Linked DNA regions of Gossypium hirsutum: regions 1, 3 and 4 are each linked to region 2. A link is a contact called in public Hi-C data. All regions are on one chromosome and are shown on one strand. Each heading gives the region's core, a stretch centred on a gene start, on an enhancer-like site or on the middle of the called end of the contact. The rest is flanking DNA. Distances are from core to core; before and after follow the strand shown.

Region 1 (2,700 bases), core at 172-2,671, 540 kb after region 2:
TTCTTAATTTATTCTGCTATTTTTCTTGTTCGTTACTTAATCGGGTCGATCCTAACATATTTTTTATAATATTTTATTTTTAAATCGTTTTTATAATTTGTTATCAATTTTTTTTAATATTTTTATTTTATTTTGAAATATTTTTTAGAATTATAACTAAATTAACAAATTTTGTAAATGTTGAGAGCTAAATTTTTTGAATTTTTTTGCAAAATAGAATTGAAATAATAATTTTTTTAAACATTGAGGTTTTTTAATTTTTTTAGATTTAAGATCTAATTGATTGAATGTGTAAATATTAAATGGCTATGTTTTAATAAAAAGATCCACATTAGAATTCTGTTAGAGGTGTTCATGGGTCGAGTTTGGGTTGGGTTTAAGTATGATATTAACATACTTTATGTTTGTCCAAGTCTGGCCCAACTTGAAATCTGAGTCTAAAATTTTGCCCAAACCCACTCATATTTGCTAAAGATTAACTCAAACTCATTTTAGGTCTGCTCATATTATTTTAAATTTTTTTAAAAAAATATTTATATTATATTATTTTAATATTTAATAATTTTATACATTTTTTATTTATTAAAAACTTGTATATAGTCATCTTAACATTGTTTTAATGTTTACATTAGAGTAGTATTATATATTTAATATAGATTTATTTTTTTAATGTGTTCTAAATTACATAATATATAAAAATAACATAATATAAAATATTATAAACTTAAAACAGGTCGAGCTGGACTAGGCTCGAACTTTGAATGTTCAAACCCCGAGCTCAGTCCATATTTTAAACAGGCCTAATTTTTTTACCTAAATTCATTTTTTGGGCTTAATATTTTTATCCAAATTCTCTCAAATTTCGGGCAAACCTTTAGGTATAAACAAATAGCCTGACATATGAATAGGTCTAAATTTTGTTATTGAACTAACAACAAAAAAGCGGAAATATAATTAATTTTAAAAAATTGAATGAGGAAATAAATAATAATAATTATATAATAAAAATAGAAGCAAGACTATACTCATAATTTACCATGCTGAATATAACCCTCCAGGGAATATAATGTCAAATATTTGATTCAATTTAAAAAAGTGTATACTTCGAAAATAGTTAAATTAATAACGTGAAAACCTGTAGAAAGGCAAGAAAGATGTATTAAATTGCAGATGTATGCGAGAGGCAACCTCCATTGAACTAAAATTCTTTGTATTTAATAAATCCAATTGATCTTTCCAAGATTCAAAATTTGGTTAAAAGCAAACAAAAATGTGATGGACGGTTGCTAAACACAACATGACGTGACAATCAAACGGTCAAGAGTTTATCATCGACCCTACATGACATGACAACACCATAAATGATGACCCTTGCAATTACAAATTATGATACTAAATGATGACTAACCTGCAAGTTAAATGAAAATGTGAAGGTAAAACTATACACAATCCTCTTAGATGCATCAAGTACACAGGATGATAATAACACCAAAAAGAACACATTGTACAAAAATATTTTAAAGCTCTCTCCCGACCACAATTTGGGGAAACTCAGAAGATACAGCTAGTGGGTACCCAGGCCCTTATCATGCATTCCCCACCCCCAATCATGCACTTCTCCCCTGCTGTTTCCCCCTCATAATATATTTGGAGCTAAACATTACTATTTTCCTCTCTCTCTCTCTCTCTCTCTCTCTCTCTCTCTTGCGCGCAGTTTCAATCATGGTATAGTATACATTCTATAAAATTATTATTAGCATGCTTGAATATAATTGATCATATAATGAATAGTTTCTTTGCTGCCTGGATTTTGCTTTGGATGCTCATAGGTTTTGGTTGGAAGCCATGGTGAGAAAGATGATTCAAATGAGGGAACCGTGGTTGATTTCCGCGGGAATCCGGTGGACAAGTCGAAAACCGGTGGATGGCTCGCTGCAGGGCTCATCTTAGGTGTTTCACGATGAATTTCAGAAGCTTAAAAGTGCGGTGTACCTTGGTCCCCATCTTTCTTCTTTTGCTAATATGAAGGGAAATTTTTGGTGCAGGATCTGAGCTCTCCGAGAGGATATGTGTGATGGGCATATCTATGAATTTGGTGACGTACTTAGTTGGAGATTTGCATATCTCAGCAGCAAAATCCGCAACTATAGTTACCAACTTCATGGGCGCTCTTAATCTGCTTGGTCTCCTCGGAGGTTTCTTAGCCGATGCCAAACTCGGTCGATACTTGACTGTGGCACTCTCTGCATCCATAACTGCTCTGGTAAGGTTTCCCTTACCGATAATAAGAAATAAAAAAGATATCTTTACGTCTACTTCTTTGCAAACAAAGACTTTAATATAACTTTTTTGGCTGCCATCTCATCTTAACTCAGGGAGTGATTTTATTGACACTGGCTACGACAATTCCCAGCATGAGGCCTCCTTACTGTGATGACTACAGAAGGAAGCATCACGAGTGCATCGAGGCAAACGGCCGGCAACTGGCTTTGCTGTATGCGGCACTGTACACAACAGCACTTGGTGGTGGGGGAATAAAGTCTAATGTCTCGGGTTTTGGGTCGGATCAGTTCGACGTGGCAGACCCCAAGGAGGAGAAGGCTATGATTTTCTTCTTCAATAGGTTCTATTTCGGCATCAGCCTGGGGTCATTGTTTGCGGTGATTGTGCTGGTGTATATACAAGACAATGTAGGAAGAG
Region 2 (2,700 bases), core at 80-2,579:
AAAAAATCCACTTAAATTCATTAAAATATTCTAATCATTTGAAAATTAAAAATAATTAAATAAAACCATATATTTCAAAAGAATCAAAATAAAAGGTGTGCTCAACAACCTTGGTAACCATCAATTGCCACAAGTGAGCAGGACGTGAACCTAAGTCCCTAAGCCATGGCCGGTTGTCCACCAAAATGTAGAATTTTTTACTTTCAGGGGCCAAGAAAAGGCTAAGATCCGATAGATAAGACTGCAAGTCTCTGCAATCAGAGATTAGACAATAAAATTTCAAATAATACATAAGAAAAGTGGAAAACCCTGAGAAATAACTCAGTGATTGTGATATTTCCCATAAACCAAGTGCTTAGAATAAATCAATTGATTAACGCACAGGATTTGATATTTCTACAAATGAAGTCCTAGAAACACACAAAATTACCATATAAAAAAATGTATCAACACTCATTAAAAGAAAGAAAAAAAGATCACTAATCAGAAATCGGGAAAAAAAAATAACACGACTGTATGAAGTATGACTAGCAGCTGAAGCATATGTTAACCAACTCATATTTTTCTAATCATAAGCGCATATACCGGAAATGAGCATTGGAATATGATCCCAACATATATGAAAAACTTCGAAAAAAGGAAATGCATATACCGCCTCAAACATGTATATCTATGACAGTCAATCCGAGTCCATGAACATAGTCTGAAGCCAAAATTTCAACTTCTACTCAGATCAAGCATACAGATGGTAAAAGTAAAAATAGTTAAAAGAATTACCCGATTTGGAGACTGGTTAAAGGAAAAACAGAGCGCTCATCGTCGTGCTTCCCCATCAAAATTAAGCTCTAAGCTCTGTTTTTAATTTCAAATTACAGCAAATCACAGCTAAACAATTAGCATATAAGAAATAAAAAATTCATTCATATCCAAAATAAACAACATTACTATATATATACATAGATAGATACTAAGAAAGAGAGGAAAATAGACCTTGAAGAAAGGAATTCCATGAAAATGGAAGTGATAAAACAAAAAAGGGAGAGAAAAGGAAGGAAACACAATCACACTTTTAACTTCATAACAACATTTAATAAAAGAGAGAGAATCAGATTAAAAGGCAAAAAGAAAAATGAAATTGTTTTGTATTAAATGAAATGAAAGGAAATAATAATGGTTGAGAGGGAAAGAGTTTGGTTGGGTTGGAAGGCGTGATGAAGGCAGGCAAGATTCGACACGTTCACAACACGTCTATGTGTATTCAAAAATTATTGGATATTCGAAACAAATAAATAAATAAGAGTTAGTACTTAGTACTAATTATTGATGTGAGAGCTTTGGAGGAAACTGGAAAGAAGTGGAAGACGAAGGCTAAAATGGTAAAATTAGAAGGAGATCTGATCTAATTAATATACCTACGCGCCGAGAATACCCTTACGATGTGCTTCGCCTGTTTCTATTTATAAAAATTGAAATTATATAACAACAATCTAACCAATTATACTATTACCAAAAAACCAAACATACTACCAACTTGAAGATGAAACACCCAACTCGCTTCTTCTTTTTCACTTAATAAAGAAATTGTTGAATTTGATAACCGGATAAGTACAAAGCCAGCTTTTTTTTAACTGTGAGCTTGAATCTAACCGTGATGAGAAGGTCCTTTCAGAAAAAGAAAAAGAAAAAAAAAACCAAGATAGAAAACGACATAAAATTGATGAGGAATAAAATTTATGATAATTAATGCATTGTATTAAAAGATATTATATTAACATGTTGAATATCTTTTTTTAGATATTATCAATATTGTCGAAACTATTGGTAATCGACTTTATTTGAAAGCGAAAATTAAAATAGGAGTTGTCATCGATCTTTATTTGGTGTGATCGGATCACTTTTGTTTTAAAACAATTTTAGTTTATTAAAACAGCATTTTGGTCTACGAAATTCAAGAGAACAAGTTCGGGAGTCGGTTAAATGCGAAGAAGGATTAGCACCCTCGACACGTCCAAAAATTGGTACCGAATTGATTAGTTTGTGGCTCAATGTCGAATAGTTGAAAACTGGGGACGGATTTGAAATACTATCCTTTTTTATTAGCATCGATTTTAAAAATTCTTGAATTAGCTCAAAACAATTGTTAAAGATTTCCTCATCTCGAGATATCGGAGTATCACATCCCGTAAGTTAGGACACAATACCATGAACTCTCAAGCACAAGTTTGTCTTTAATTTTAATTAGAATTCCATGTATTTTAAAATTCGAAAGGATATTTGGCTATTTAGAATCAAGGAAAAAATCGAAACCCCGTAAGTTAGGGCACAATCCCTCGATGTTCTAAAACGCAAAACATTGCCTTATTTTAGAAAATTTTGTTTTTGAACAATAGCAAATACGATATTTAAATAACGTGTATTATTTTTTGGAAAAAAAATTAAGCGATCCAAGTCGGGTCAGTATGTTAGGTTAATGTATGATATGATTTAAACTAGATAAAACAAAAATATAACATAGAGTACGGAATAACAACACGAATATAATATTATACAAGCAAATGGTAATAACAAAAATACGAATAAACGAATTATACTACACACAATGGCAATAATCACATAACATATGTCACTTAAATACTAATCATTAATAATCAAAGACAAATGAATTAAAAATATTATAACGCAAACTAAAATGACTGAAAC
Region 3 (2,700 bases), core at 183-2,682, 740 kb after region 2:
GGAGATTGAACATGGATGATGTAAAAGTTGAACGTCGACAATGACAATAAAAAACGATCGCAAAGCAAAAAGAAAAAGATAAGAACACACAGATTTCACGTGGAAACCCTTTCGGGAGAAAAACCATTGGTAGTGGAGAAGAAAATTCACTAATGTTAAATTTGAATGATACAAGAGGAGTTTAGACTACATCTATTTATAAGTTGAAAAACCTTATTATAATCAATGTCAAATAGAAGCAATGTAGTAAGGTTGAAACACCTTATTCTAATCAATATCAAACAGAATAAGTGTACTTTTATACGGATTTCACTTGTACAGCTTGTACCGTATCGTGAGGGCACACCCTCGGTTACGACCCCAGTCTAATTTTATACTTAATGGAGATTTGCGGCAGCTATGGCCCTCGACCTTTGCCCCCACAGATCCCCTTATTTTGCCATTATTTTTTTTAACAAGAAGTTGGGTCATGCAACTCTAATAGATGAATTGCATGATGTTTACAAAGATAATTAGGAGTATTTTAAGGTCAAATAATGATTGAGAATGATTGGGATTAATTGGAGTAAGTTATGACACTTTTTGAGGTATTTTTAAGCTTGATTTTAGCTTCCATACACCCAAATTTTGATACTTAGAGGGCTTGTATTGATAAAGCTCAAACATAATGTAAAAATGAATAGTATCAAGGTCAAGGTACCGATAAATTGGGGCATGCGTCAATACCTCTACCTTGTTTTCTTAATTTATGTTGTTTTTTACATCAAGGGGTCTCTGAATGATCTCTGGTTGCAACCAGTTTACATATTCAGTTTAGAAATTATTGAAGAAGCCTTAAATAGCTTCAAATGAGTCTAAAAGATGAGTAGAACATGAGTGATTTGTTTGGTACGTAAATGTAGCATTTCTTACATGGTAAGGGGGTGTTACAATCGTCGTTAATGGTAGAAGTGGTTGCGAAGGACCAATTCTCAAAAGATTTTGGCATTATCCAATGGTAACTGATTAGTAAACCAAACTGGTGGCATCTTAGAGAAAACACACCGATGAGTTGAAGTTGACATTTTTAGTTGATTAGTTGTTCCAGAACTTAGTCATTAGATAGGATTTGGGCTAAAACTTGCTATCGACTAACTAGGATCGTAAGTGGTTGGTCTGGATCCAAATATATACGTGGTCAAAGCTAAAATTAAGTTAAATTTTAACATAGGTAATAAAGCTTTAAGTTGCCCCTTAATTGCCCAAATCTAGTCTGATCTAGTCTTTTTAGCTAATGCAATGTTTCTTATTCGCTAGGAATGTTGGCAAGTCACACTATGCATAGCTTTTGAGTCGGATAAAAGCTAGAGGTGATTCCTCTACGTGCCACGTGACATTGTTCTTGCTAGCATAGCATTTATGTTTTGTACTTTATAAAGCCTAAGCTCATGTGATCTTTGTACCAGTTGGAACTTGAGCTCTTTTGGGCCTTGTTACAGGCCTTAGCCCATTTGGCCTGGATATAACAATAATGAATAATAAAAATTTTCAGTGATTAAAAATATTTCCAAATGAATGCTTTTATATATAAATCTCTCTCTCTCTCTATATATATATAAACTAGTTTTTAAATTCTTATCTAAGTTTGTTTTTCCTTTTTCTGACGTAAAAGATTGTAGTAAAAATTTGCAAATGCTTGAACTCAAAATCCATACCCAGTAAATGGTACTTCTTAAAATAATTTCATCACCAAGTTAAGCTTTGAGTAATATTCTGGTTCTTACAATTCTTCAGATTCAGAGTAATTTTATAGTTCTACAACAAAAGCCAATATCAAACTACAATACAGTGCTCCTTGAGCCCTAGGAAGCTTTATCTACATATGGCTTCTGCTCAAAATTTACTTGGTGTAAATAACGAAGTACATAAGACAAAAAAGAAAGGAAAAAGAATCTACATTTTGAAGTAGATGTTGAAGAACATTGTCGACATACCTTTTCCAGCAGCACTCATCTTTCCATAAAACTTATTCAGACATCGCTTCAGCTTCTCCATCCACAAAACCAGATTCGTTACCCCTGAAAATGTTAAAATGTTCCAATCATTCAGGTACCTTTTTTTTTTATTACCTGACATACCTACATATCAGAACTTATGAGAAGAAAAAACCTTACCTATAGTAAGCCTTAGAAGAATGTATTCTATATTTCCTATCAATCTGGTATATAGGGCCAATGATGTCAAATCTGAACACACGAGGATAAAGTAATTGTATTCCTTAAATTGTAAATTAAAACAAAATATGCGACCACAAAATCAGTTCCTTCCAAGAATACCGACGTTAACTGCTCATGAATATAAAAATCTCTTTCTTACTATACACTCGTAAATGTACAAACACAACAACAGATGCATCCATTAAAAGCTCTCCCTGGCTTGGCCAGATAACAACTGATTTAGAATAAAATTAAAGGAAAAAAAAAAGGGTTTAGAAGAACTGTTTACCAGAGCATGGATTCGACTTCAGAGAGAGACCAAGTGAGGCATATTTTCCATAGGTTAGCAACCTCACCCATTTTGAAGCACCAAGCTTGCTTACTGTAGATCTCAGTAATTCACTAAAACAGAAAAGACCAAAATGAGATTAGGAGCTATTGAACTCCAAATAGGCTACTGAATTTATCTTACTCTGTCCGCAATATTATGAGAAAGTTGGAAGGA
Region 4 (2,700 bases), core at 31-2,530, 600 kb after region 2:
GATTCCAGTCCAACCAATTACTTATCAATTGAAAGGTATATCTCCATGATTAGGCAGGTACAAAGCTGCTAGAGGTGCATAGCATGTGAAAGTAATTTGAATTCTATAACCAACTGCAAAAAATAAATAAATAAAGTAAAAAGAAGCTAATAAAAGAAAAACTGACTCTCCACACTGCAATATAAACAACATAATAATAGGAAAACAAATGCATAAATCATCTCAGACTCTGAAGATCTGGCAAGCATATCAGACAATGCAGAACTCAAATCCAGATTCGGGAAGGAATTGTAATATATAAATTGATTGCGCTATAAATTACTGTAGTATTTGAAATTGAATTTCAACTATGTAGATTGCATGATCTGAAAGGCTTTCAAAGTAAATCTGAAGCAAGCAGAATTCGATTTCTCATTTGCTACGAATATGTCAACATAAATTGAGGGGGAAAGAGGAGATTAAACCAAACTACCAAAGTGTCCAAGTCTCCCATCAAAACAATCAAAGGATTCAACTTTTGACCATAATAACAAAAACCAAGGTACTAAAACATCACAGGAATTCAATTTAAATCAAGAAAAAAAATAAAAGCACGCAAATTTCCAAACAATACAATGTAAAGATCCAAAATTTGACTAAAATAAGGAAACCCCAGATTCTGAAACACCACAATAAAATTGAAAAAACAAAAAGAAACTTACAAAGCAGTCGTCGTCAATGGTGAAGATATACTTCTTCTTGGATACCATGTAACCAAAGCAACGACAAGCAGAGTCCTTGAAGGAAATGCAAGAAGCCTTAGGACCGAGGATCCTGTTAATATCGTTCCTGTTGTAAAGCTCATAGTCAAAGCCCTCAGGGACCTTGATGGTCTTTGAAGGATCACCATCTTGAACAATGATGAGATGGTAAGGCTGAAAGAATGGCCTCCACATCTCAAGAAAGTCCAAGTTCCTTATGGTTGGTATAACAATGTCGAGCTCATCTTTCAGCAGAGCCACTGCTGGTGCTGCTGCTTGTGTTGCTGTTGCAGGCTCTGCCATTTTCACCGCAAAAAGGAGAAACGATAAAAGGAAAAGTGAAAAAAGCAGAGGTTTTTTCTTTCGCAGTTATTTTGAGGATTGATTGAGAGGAAGAGAGCTTGTTTGCGAATATATGGAGAGGGAGACTGAAGAGTCACGTGAGAAACGAGTGAGGCGGCACGATTGGAGGGAGATACAAAGGAGAGAGACGAGGGATCGTGTTTTGATTTTATTTTTTTTATATAGACAGTATTGGGTTAGAATGGGTTATACGATTTGTGCATAAATTATCGCTCGGAATTGATGGACGGTAAAAGAATTTTAAATAAATAAATATGACACATGTCACAACTTAATTGGGTATCTGTTTTTAAATAATGAAAGTTTATAGTTTGAAAAAAATATATTTAAATAGTTAAACAAATAATTTCTTTTAAGAGTTTATCATTCAATTAAACCTTAATTTATTAGTATCATTTTCATATTATTTTTTTTACATAATATTGTATTATGTTTTATTTTTAATATTTTTTGGGTTATAATGATATTTAGAGTCAAAGGTGGATTTGGATGGACGGTGGGGTATGATATAGTGTGTTTAGCTTATTTTTTGTCTCATACTATAATATCTAATTTCACCATTATAGCTATTTTTTACCCTAACTGTAACTAAATCTACAGTCTATCTAAACTTACCCTAAATTTGTAGAGTTCTATATTTTGGTTCAATTCAGATAATCACTTGGGTTCAATGAAAAAGAAAGGTAAATCACATTTAAGGTCATTAACTATAAGTAAGTTTATATTTTAGTTACTCATCTAAAATTTTTATTTAAGTCATTGAATTGTTAATTTTTTTTAAAAAAGGGTCTTATTAGGGAGCTGCAAGCGATGATTTAATGATCAATGCGGTGGATTAGTAACCACCGAGAGTCGAAGGACAAAACTTAGATCTAAGTCAATTTGCCAATTAATATTGAAGATTGGAGAAAAAAGTAATTTTCAGTTTCAGTTTGTAAATTCCTAACATTTAAAGATATTTTATGAAAGAAAAACTAAAATATAAAAGAAAAGGAGAATATGAGCTTTCGGTTAACACAACAATACGACTAGAAAATACCATACAAAATTTAGAATTCGTTTCTTCGAATTTCATAAACTCTAGCGTATTAACTTAAACCGAACATATGAAATTTTTTTTAATCCCACTTGTGTATCCTAATTTTAACATCATAATAGTAAACAGCAATAATTATTTAATTTACTGAAATTGTGTTTAAAATTTAGAATTAAATCTCACCTTGATAAAAATTTTAATAATAAAAAAGGAAAAAAAAAGAGAATGGGTTTAGCTATTTTTTTTTAATTTGATTTAATTATTGAACGATTCACCCATAATAAACTTAATTATTAGATGGAATAAAGAAAGAAATAAATTCCGTTTCAATCAAGTCCTAGATCAAAATTTTCATACATTAGAAAGAAGTGAGTTTTTGTGGAAATGAAAAACTGAAACCGTAAATCAATTTAAATTTAATCAAAAACTTCAAACCATCTAAAATTAACTCGATTTTAAAATCATATAAAAAGACTGAAATATATAAAATCATAACTCATATAGTATGGGTCAGTATTAAAAAGGAGATGGGAAAGTGAGTTTTCATCGTTTTTCTTTTAC

The links. Hi-C and Micro-C count contacts between places; a contact is called where the count stands out from the background.
Region 1: a contact with region 2 is called in a Hi-C map of leaf, with 2.2 times the contacts expected there. The contact joins the promoter of LOC107952843 here to the promoter of LOC107920356 in region 2. A contact is called at or near these places in 6 of 34 Hi-C or Micro-C datasets (callus and leaf).
Region 3: a Hi-C map of leaf shows a contact between it and region 2, with 1.9 times the contacts expected there. The contact joins the enhancer-like site here to the promoter of LOC107920356 in region 2. A contact is called at or near these places in 6 of 34 Hi-C or Micro-C datasets (all in leaf).
Region 4: a Hi-C map of leaf shows a contact between it and region 2, with 1.9 times the contacts expected there. The contact joins the promoter of LOC107952845 here to the promoter of LOC107920356 in region 2. A contact is called at or near these places in 3 of 34 Hi-C or Micro-C datasets (all in leaf).

Annotation. Positions count from the first base shown.
Region 1 is chrA07:57,125,252-57,127,951 of Gossypium_hirsutum_v2.1, forward strand. LOC107952843 (protein NRT1/ PTR FAMILY 6.4) reads left to right here and starts at 1,422. Exons shown (of 5, transcript XM_041117961.1): 1 at 1,422-1,725; 2 at 1,830-1,950; 3 at 2,046-2,263; 4 at 2,376-2,700. The coding sequence starts at 1,723.
Region 2 is chrA07:56,582,274-56,584,973 of Gossypium_hirsutum_v2.1, forward strand. It overlaps LOC107920356, which reads right to left and starts at 1,330. Exons shown (of 11, transcript XM_016850035.2): 1 at 991-1,330; 2 at 778-852; 3 at 110-251. The coding sequence starts at 833.
Region 3 is chrA07:57,327,114-57,329,813 of Gossypium_hirsutum_v2.1, forward strand. It overlaps LOC107946408 (aarF domain-containing protein kinase 1), which reads right to left. Exons shown (of 16, transcript XM_016880715.2): 13 at 2,668-2,700; 14 at 2,485-2,597; 15 at 2,154-2,225; 16 at 1,692-2,057. The coding sequence ends at 1,933. Among protein-coding and RNA genes, the nearest start is that of LOC107946408, 19 kb to the right of the region's middle. Within about 2 kb of position 1,433, at least 2 of the 9 cell types and tissues checked have an H3K27ac peak or open chromatin away from gene starts, as enhancers often do. A contact at or near this core is called in leaf, where this site is marked.
Region 4 is chrA07:57,182,679-57,185,378 of Gossypium_hirsutum_v2.1, forward strand. LOC107952845 (UDP-arabinopyranose mutase 1) reads right to left here and starts at 1,281. Exons shown (of 4, transcript XM_016888040.2): 1 at 702-1,281. The coding sequence starts at 1,043.